3 separate regions of the Mus musculus genome follow, and regions 2 and 3 are each linked to region 1. The links are chromatin contacts, called in public HiChIP or PLAC-seq maps. All regions are on one chromosome and are shown on one strand. The core of a region is the stretch at or near the end of the contact, and the rest is flanking DNA. Distances in the headings are between cores, read along the strand shown. Region 1 overlaps Mns1 (meiosis-specific nuclear structural protein 1). Region 2 overlaps Rfx7 (regulatory factor X, 7). Region 3 overlaps Zfp280d (zinc finger protein 280D).

Region 1 (2,829 bases), core at 213-2,712:
AAGAACAAAAGGCAGGAGAATGTTTGGCCAAAGAATTGCTTTAATGTGAAAATGTCCATACACCCCCTGCTGGGTCCGCATAAGGAATAGACTAGTCACCAGCAGTGCGGGCTACCAAATTTCTGCCCTTTCCTGTGTTCCAAAACCTGGTCTTGAAACCTTTAAATCATTTGCTGTACAGTCACTCGGACCCCAGTAACTTTCCAGAGTCTCTGTTGAGAACAGAATGTATCAGGAAAGAAGAAACCCAACCCAGGGCAAGTTGGAAAGATGGTTACACAGTGCTCACTGAAGCTGTGTTCTCAGGACCTTCCCTGGGAAGGACAGAGGAGTGATCACCCATCAGTGACTTTCCAGTTGGTGGGGAGTGGGTAGAGAGGTCTGCTTCTTGCTGTCACCAACTCTCCCCTGACTGTGGAGAAGCTGCCAGCACAGTTAATCTAAGCTCTCACAAATGTGTCCCACAGCTGTTCCCAGGGGACAAAGGTCCACATGTGTCATCTATTCATAGAGTATTCTTGAGTACTCCTTAGTACCACTAAAGGCTCACATACTGCATCTTGTTTACATTCCATCAGCTGATGGATATGAAGGCTACTCTCATGTTTTAGCTATTATAAATATATGTGTAAACACAAGATTACCGGCTTTTAACTACTCCTTTCTAAAACTGCAAAGATAATACTTTCCACTAACCTCTGCTGTGCCCACATATTTTTAAAATTATCGTTCAGTTTGCAAGTATCTTTCCTTTGCTCATTGCTTATTAGAAAGAAATACATGGTTTCATTGTGGTGCACTTAATGACTACATAATCATTCTTATTATGGATTCTTAATTTGAAATGACTTAAAAATCCTGTGAATTTACAGAGGTTCACTTTGGTTTCTGGGAGCTGTCAGTGTGTATTCTCTGTGGATGGATGGAATCTGTATTGTGCTGTTGTTTGTTGGGTGGAGTCCTCTTTAACCCTGGCTGCGCAGCTGTTTCAGGCTGTCTTTATGCATGGTGCTGTTCCCGGGGACTGGGTGCATTAATGATAAAGGAGCACTCTGGTTGGATCTTCCTACTCTCCCCCTCTCATCAGTTTTCCTTCATGTGTCATGAAGCTGTGTTGTCAAAGGTCACAGGCATATACATGGATGAATTTATTTTGACTACAAACTTCCATGTCCCACAGTTGACTTTGCCTCATATTAACATTCGCACTCCAGTCTGCTTTGCGTTGCATTGTGTTTTCCTCCATCCTGCTTTGAGCTTGCATGTGCACTCATTTAAGCTGTGTGGGCTGTGACTGACCCAGCTGCATCAAGCTCTTCAGAACACTCTATTTTTGTCAAGTCTCTTAACTGCAGCATTGATGACGTTGACACACAATGCAGCCGCCCTATGGCTGGGTCTAACCCTGCTATCTTCCTGCCCCGTGGCTTCTCTTCCCTAACCTTCCCTCCGGCTGAGGCTCACTTACTTTCACTTTCAGTTTGATGATCTCTGCCTGCTCCTCCTGGTACAGCTCCTGCCGCACTTGCTCCAGGTCATCCCGCTGCCGCAGTGTTTCCTCCAGCTGCTTCATCAGCTGTTAATAAAACACCTGTTTAGGAACTGGATTGGGCCACTGTTTCAGGAATTTAGCACTCTTTAAAAAGTAGTATTTTTATACCAAATTCTGACGCTGGACCCTCTTTTCCTCGATCTCGTGAACTCTGGCCATCCGCTCGCCTTCTCTTTGCTCCTGTATGTTTGCAAACTCTATGATTTTCCGGTTCTCTTCCTCCATCTCCTCACGCTTCTTTTGTCTCCAGAAGTCTTGTGCCCTCTGGAATTCTTCAATATACTTCTGAATTGCATTCTTTTTTTCTAATTTTTGCTGTCTTTCCCTAAAAAGCAATCAGGAGAATGGTTTATAGTTACAGAAATAATAAAATAATGGCAAACACGGACTGTTCAGAGTCTATTGATTCACAAATGCCACAGACTTTCCATACACAATGCTGGGCTCTCTTCTAAAGGTTCACAAAGGTGACCGTCTGTCCACAAAATCCATACAGCGCTCTGTACTTAAGCCGTGTGCCAAGGAGAGCCATCAGAAAACGTGCTCTGACATATGAGATGTACAGAACACACATGACATCTATTATTTTTCCAATCACCTATTACTACTCATGCTAGCCAAGGTGAGGAAGAGCTGTAAAGTCACGACAGAGCTCACACTGAGTGAGCACACACACCCAGTGTGGGGGCGCAGCGGTTTGTCTCCGGGTGGACTTACACCTGGTCTTCCTCGTAGATCTTCCTGACAATTTCGTCTATCATGAGTTTCTCCTTCAGCAGCTGCTCGTATGCCTCCTGCTTCCTCCTCTCTTGATCTTCCAGCTGCTTCTCCAGGTCCAGGTAGTACTGTGCCCTCTCCTTGTTCCGCCGCTCTTGCTTGGCGCTCTCTTCCTTCAGCAGCCTATCGTGCTCCTCCATCATGATCCTTTCTATCTCCGCATCACGTTTCTGGCATTGAAACAAAACCCTTCCACGTTCAGGAGTGGACACAGCTTATTACAGCACCGTAAATAGTTGTACCCTCAAAACCTGCTATATTAAGTAAGAAGCAAGAGTTAAGTCTTAGAGGGCTGGAGGGTGTGAATGAGGAGTCAGACCGAAAGGGGCGTTCCTACTCTTTCCAGAGGCTCCTAGGACAACCCCTGGCAAGGATAATAAAGTCCACATTCAGAAACCACAAAGTAAAGGTTTAAGTATTTTGTTTTTAAATACTTCAGCCACCAAACCATTGCCCCCTCTGCTGGTTGATCACGGTAGTGTCCGTTTCTAATGCCACTG
Region 2 (2,739 bases), core at 12-2,511, 110 kb before region 1:
CCAACAATCTGGAAAGGTAGCCTTATGAAAACAGTAAAAAGATCAGTGGTTGCCAAAGTTTGGGGAGGAAATAGAGATATACAGTCAGGGCACAGAGAAGTTTAGGGCAGTGTGACTACTACTCTTCATGATGTAATCATGTGTGCATATCCTCATGTATGGTATACAGCATTAAGAGTGAAGCCCATGTGATAATATATTGTGGGTATGTGTTGAAGTAGCTTCAAAAATTTTAATAAATCTATCACTGGTATAGGATGTTGATGACAGAGGCAGCAATAGATGCTGGACAACAGTGAGAATGCAGGCAATCTCTGTGCTCTGTGTAGCATTACTACAAACCTAAAACTGCTCTAAAAATATGATCTAAAAATCAGTTTAGAAAAGACAAGTTTCAGGTTGAGAAAAATATCCCATATAATATTTAGATTATATTTAGACTAAGACTTAGAATATATAAATATATAAGCATGCATATATGTGTGTGTGTGTGTGTATATATATATATATATACATATATATCTCCAATTAACAAGTGAACAAGCCAGTAAGAATACATGCAAAAAATATAGAAATGTATATACATATGGTAAACAGGAGAAAAAGATTATTAAGCCATTAGATAAATGTACAATGAGTCCATAAGACATAGCAATACACACACACCTGTGAGAACAACAAAATTAAAGAATGTCAGCACCAAATACTGGCAAGGAACAAACAAACAAACAAACAGGAATCATTCAGAAACTGTTGGTGGAAATGTTTTGTAATCCTTTCAAAAAACAAAACTGAACAGGAATCTTCATTCTTGGGCAGTTATCCAAGAGATATGCAGATCGTATTTATAGAAAAACCTATACAGAAATGCCTACAGAAGCTAGCTTCTAAGAGCACAAACTAAAATCAACAAGGTAGTCTTCAATATGGGAACTGCCATACAAACTGTGGTGCAGTTAGGTCATGCTATAGTATTTGGCAATAAAGAGGAATGATTAAATGAGCAACATAGGTAAGTAATCAAAGAATTTTGTCAAATGAAAAAAAGCTAATCTCAAAAGTTTACTATAAAATCTGTTCTATGTTCTTGAAATGGCAGAACTTTAAAAAGGAGAACAGAGCAATGATCACTGAGAGTTAAGGAGGTTAAAGGTGAGGACGAAGTGGGTGTGCCTGTAAGAGGCACCATCAGGAACTTGTGGATACTGAAGACTGTCCTTGGTTGTGACTATCTGACTAAAGTGGTGTAAGATGTGACCACTGGGCCAGGCCAGGCAAAGTGCAGATGGATCATTTCTCCATTTCTTAAAAGTGCATGTGAGTCACTCAATGGTTGTTCAAAATAGAAAATTTAACTAAAAATTAAGTGTTAGCAAATGCAATTCTGTTCTGAAATGTGCACTTGTCTTTCCTCCAGGAATGTGCATCCTATGAACATTTTCTCCCATTGATTTGGAGTTTTTTTTTAAGTTTATTAACTAAAAATTGACTATGGATCAAGGGTAAAAAGGAGCTTTTTACTTTGCTTTTAACAACCCATTCTTCCCTGCCCTGTAACAAATGTCTATGCAAGCACAGGCCATCTAGGTTATCGAACTGTATATAAATACCAAACCCTACAGCTGCTGTAGCCCTTCAATCTTGTATGTGGCACAGCTATTTCCTGAGCTCCTCCTTCTGTAAGTACATGCTAGTTAACACTCATCCACAAGAAACTTAAATCACACTGGCTTTCTGAAAAACGCAGTTTAGCTTTAACTTGTAAGGAATCAATCTGGGTGTGGTTGTACGTACTACCATCCCATTACTTGGGTGGTTAAGCAAGGAGGGTCAGGATTTCCAGATCAGGCTAGGCTACAAAGGAATACTCTGTCCCAAACCACAATTATAAAGAAAAACAATTACATTGGGGCTAACATGAATGCTCAGTAGATAGAGGTACTCATCACCTGACAACCTGAATTTGATTGCCAGGACTCATATGGTAGAAGAGAAAACAAGTCATGATTTTTTGTGTGGACCTTTTTACATAGATTAACCCATGGCAAGTTTTTTCTTCTATTTACTGCTATTTATTCCTTTTTCTTGCATTTCAATATGGTAAAAACTTCTGAATATTTCTAATTTTTAAAAGTGTGTTAAATGTTTTTCTTTAATAGTATATTTTATGGTTTCTTGATACTTTTTATTAAGGAAAATCTATTGTCTTGCTAATTAGAGAAGAGCTTTAACATGAATACATATCAAACAACACTGGTTTTCCTCTGCAGAAGACCTCATAAAGCTAGACACTGAGGGTTTTATGCTGTTCAAAGTTTGGATTTCCTTCAAAATGTATTTATGTTTGGGGTAAAGTTAATTTATTAGTAGTTCAACTTGACATCTTTTAATATTAGCTTCACATTTTGTTAGAATCAGTCTAGACTAACTAACTATATTTGTACAGTCTTTTTTTTTTTTTTTTTAAAAAAGATTTATTTATCTATTTATTATATGTAAGTACACTGTAGCTGTCTTCAGACACACCAGAAGAGGGCATCAGATCTCATTACGGGTGGTTGTGAGCCACCATGTGGTTGCTGGGATTTGAACTTCGGACCTTCAGAAGAGCAGTCTGGTGCTCTTACCCACTGAGCCATCTCACCAGCCCCCTGTACAGTCTTAACTAATGTCAACAATGCTCAGCAAGATTACTACATCTAGCTTGTTGAAATGTTATTGCTCAGCAAAATGTGGCCT
Region 3 (2,700 bases), core at 143-2,642, 110 kb after region 1:
CAGAGAAACCCTGCCTCAAAAAAACAAAAACAAAACCAAAAAAACCAAAAACCCAAAACGAAACAAAAAAAATGTCTTCTGATATGTACATATGTGCTGTAGCATGGGGGCACATGTATGCAAACACACACAATAATACATAATATTAAAAAGCTTATAACATTATTTCCATTCCTACAGATCATAGAAGACTGTGATATTTAGATATGGGAAAGCTTTCTTTCTGTTCTCATTTTACAATGGTCATGTACTTCATGTGGGCCCCAACTGTCACTATACAATGAAGTTACCATGAGTACTATGACATATCTCTGATATCAAGTGACAGTAACACAACTCTGTAACATCTAGTCACAAGCAACCAACTGACACACTAGCCATTCGTTTAACTAAAAAAGTTACAGCAAACCACAATGACAAAGCATTTTGTATCTGTTAGAATGCCTATAATATCACTTCTTGGCTTTTTGACAAAGATCAAGTATAGAGTGCATGTAATAGAAAATAAGTAGCAGGTGCTAGAAGAGATGCAAAAATTCTGTGGTTTTTTTTTTTTTTGGTTTTCAAGACAGGATTTCTCTGTGTTCCCCTGGCTGTCCTGGAACTCACGTTGTAGACCAGGCTGGCCTCCAACTCAGAAATCCGCCTGTCTCTGCCTCCCAAGTGCTGGGATTAAAGGTGTGTGCCACCACGCCCTGCTGCAAAAATTCTTACACAGTACTAGTGAGTATGTAACAGTGGCACTATGATGAAACACAGTCTATCAGTTTCTCAAAAGGAAGTTAAAATTCAACCCAGCAAACTTAATCTTACACACAAAAGAGAAATTTGTAAAAAATAATAATGTTCATAGCAGCATTATTTATTTTGACCTCAAAATTAAAATCAATGAAATGGATAAACTATAGTATTTGTATAAAAAATACTACTCATCAATTTAAGTAAGTATTGATATATTATTCATCATGGATGAACCATAGGCAGTGACTAAGGAACACATAGAATATCATTTCAGTAATTCACATAACACCCAAAATGGGCTAGTCAACAGGAATACACACTTATAGTTGCTTGGATATGGGCAGGGGGATGAAAGGAAATGGGAATGATTGCTAATAAACGGAATATTGTTTTAAGTACTGAAATGTACACATACTATGATGATTGATGTACAGCTGAACATAATATAGTTTATCAAGGTTACATTTTAAACACATGAAGAACATGGTGTATATAATGGTTAATCTTGATTATTAATGGAAGGCTGGGGTCTTGGACAGAATAAAAAAAACAAAAAAACCCGAAAGGGTGCTAAGTGACAGTATTCATCGGGCTCTGCTTCCTGAGTACAGACGCAATTTTAACCAGGCACCCCAATCTCCTGCTACCTGACTTCCCAACCACAACAGAGTACCCTAGAACTGAGCCAAAAGAAATCCTTCCTTAAGATGCATGTCAGTTACTTATAGGAACAGAAAAAGTAACTAACACAGTATGGGTATTCTAGCTCAATAAAGATAACACATAAGAAAAAAGTAAATCACAATCATTGTTCAACAGAAAGATTTTGCAAAAATTACTTGTTTACCTGAGATTTTCTGAATGCTTCTTAAATATACAGTATCTTTTACTTGGACGGTTACTATGAAAGCTGAAAAGATGAAAATGATATGTATTTATTACCACAATACTTTTACTGGACAGTAAGTTATTTATAAAAACATTTAAAGTCTATACTTGAGTTTCTATTAAATTCATTATAATCTTCCATTTTCCTCTCAAAATGGGATCTCTATATACTGGTCTCAAAACATGGGCCAAAGAGGCCTCCCTCTTCAACCTGGGAGTAGCTGAAACTAAAAGGATATATCACCACAAGTGACTGTATCCTTGTATTGTTTTGTTTTAAATTTTTATTTTATGGATATGAGCATTTTGTCTGTATGTATGTCTGTACACCAATATGTGTGCATTGTGTCCATAGTGCCCATGGAGTCCAGAAGAAGAGCCTGAGTCCCCTGGAACAGATGTTACACAAGGTTGGAAACTGCCACATGAGTACTGGGAACAGAATCCTAGTATTCTGAAAGTCTTTTTTTTTTTAATATATTCTCTATTGACATATATTTCCCTAAGCATATTCATGATGAATACCTCACTGTTATATAAAAAACTATAAACCTATACTTTTATATATATTTTCACTATATTATGGTTAGGAGTAATAATATACTACTTCAAAGTCTTAGTGTGCTTACAGAAATAGGGAGGAACTGAAATGATTTAAATTAATTTCAAAAATTGAGCTAGAGGCTGCTGTTTACATGTTTAAAGTCAAATATTTCAATGTGAGTGTTTTAGATTACCAGCAACAAAATGAAAATGAGGACTCCTAAAATAAACCAATGTCTCCCTCAGCACAGAACAGAAAGGTCACTAACTACACTGTTAGCCATATGACCATATGTTGTGTACGCCCTTTTAACTCTGTCTCGTATTAGAAAGCCAGGGCTAGGTTACCACAGTTATTTCTAAAAGGGAAGTCACACACAACAGCACCCGCATCACCTGAGAATGTATTTAGAAATGTGAATTCTCAGATTACCACAAACCTGCTGAATTAATTTCTGGCAGTGATGCTTTATAATGCAAGCCCAGGTAAATGGGTTCCATAGAACACAGGCTGCGTATTCAGAAAAA

The links. HiChIP or PLAC-seq counts read pairs in DNA pulled down with a chosen protein or histone mark.
Region 2: a contact with region 1 is called in an H3K4me3 HiChIP or PLAC-seq map of bone marrow-derived macrophages, with 2.9 times the contacts expected there. The contact joins two enhancer-like sites. A contact is called at or near these places in 5 of 39 promoter capture datasets (the C10 cell line, HPC-7-derived erythroid cells, liver and 2 more), 1 of 15 datasets of contacts at CTCF or cohesin (the NIH/3T3 cell line), 2 of 484 Hi-C or Micro-C datasets (the THB-7 cell line and megakaryocyte progenitors), 3 of 115 datasets of contacts at active chromatin or transcription factors (the HPC-7 cell line, bone marrow-derived macrophages and double positive thymocytes) and 3 of 9 other capture datasets (adipose tissue, liver and macrophages).
Region 3: an H3K27ac HiChIP or PLAC-seq map of double positive thymocytes shows a contact between it and region 1, with 4 times the contacts expected there. The contact joins two enhancer-like sites. A contact is called at or near these places in 7 of 39 promoter capture datasets (the C10 cell line, cranial neural crest, embryonic stem cells and 3 more), 1 of 115 datasets of contacts at active chromatin or transcription factors (double positive thymocytes) and 2 of 9 other capture datasets (adipose tissue and liver).

What each region holds. Positions count from the first base shown.
Region 1 is chr9:72,448,199-72,451,027 of GRCm38.p6, reverse strand. It overlaps Mns1 (meiosis-specific nuclear structural protein 1), which reads right to left. Exons shown (of 10, transcript NM_008613.3): 5 at 2,270-2,499; 6 at 1,661-1,877; 7 at 1,469-1,576. Among named protein-coding and RNA genes, the nearest start is that of Mns1, 11 kb to the right of the region's middle. Within about 2 kb of position 1,462, at least 163 of the 459 cell types and tissues checked have an H3K27ac peak or open chromatin away from gene starts, as enhancers often do. A contact at or near this core is called in bone marrow-derived macrophages and double positive thymocytes, where this site is marked.
Region 2 is chr9:72,557,458-72,560,196 of GRCm38.p6, reverse strand. All of the region lies in intron 1 of Rfx7 (regulatory factor X, 7), which reads right to left. Among named protein-coding and RNA genes, the nearest start is that of Rfx7, 27 kb to the right of the region's middle. Within about 2 kb of position 1,261, at least 3 of the 459 cell types and tissues checked have an H3K27ac peak or open chromatin away from gene starts, as enhancers often do. A contact at or near this core is called in bone marrow-derived macrophages, where this site is marked.
Region 3 is chr9:72,333,998-72,336,697 of GRCm38.p6, reverse strand. It overlaps Zfp280d (zinc finger protein 280D), which reads right to left. Exons shown (of 22, transcript NM_146224.5): 17 at 1,589-1,651. Among named protein-coding and RNA genes, the nearest start is that of Gm27230, 55 kb to the left of the region's middle. Within about 2 kb of position 1,392, at least 19 of the 459 cell types and tissues checked have an H3K27ac peak or open chromatin away from gene starts, as enhancers often do. A contact at or near this core is called in double positive thymocytes, where this site is marked.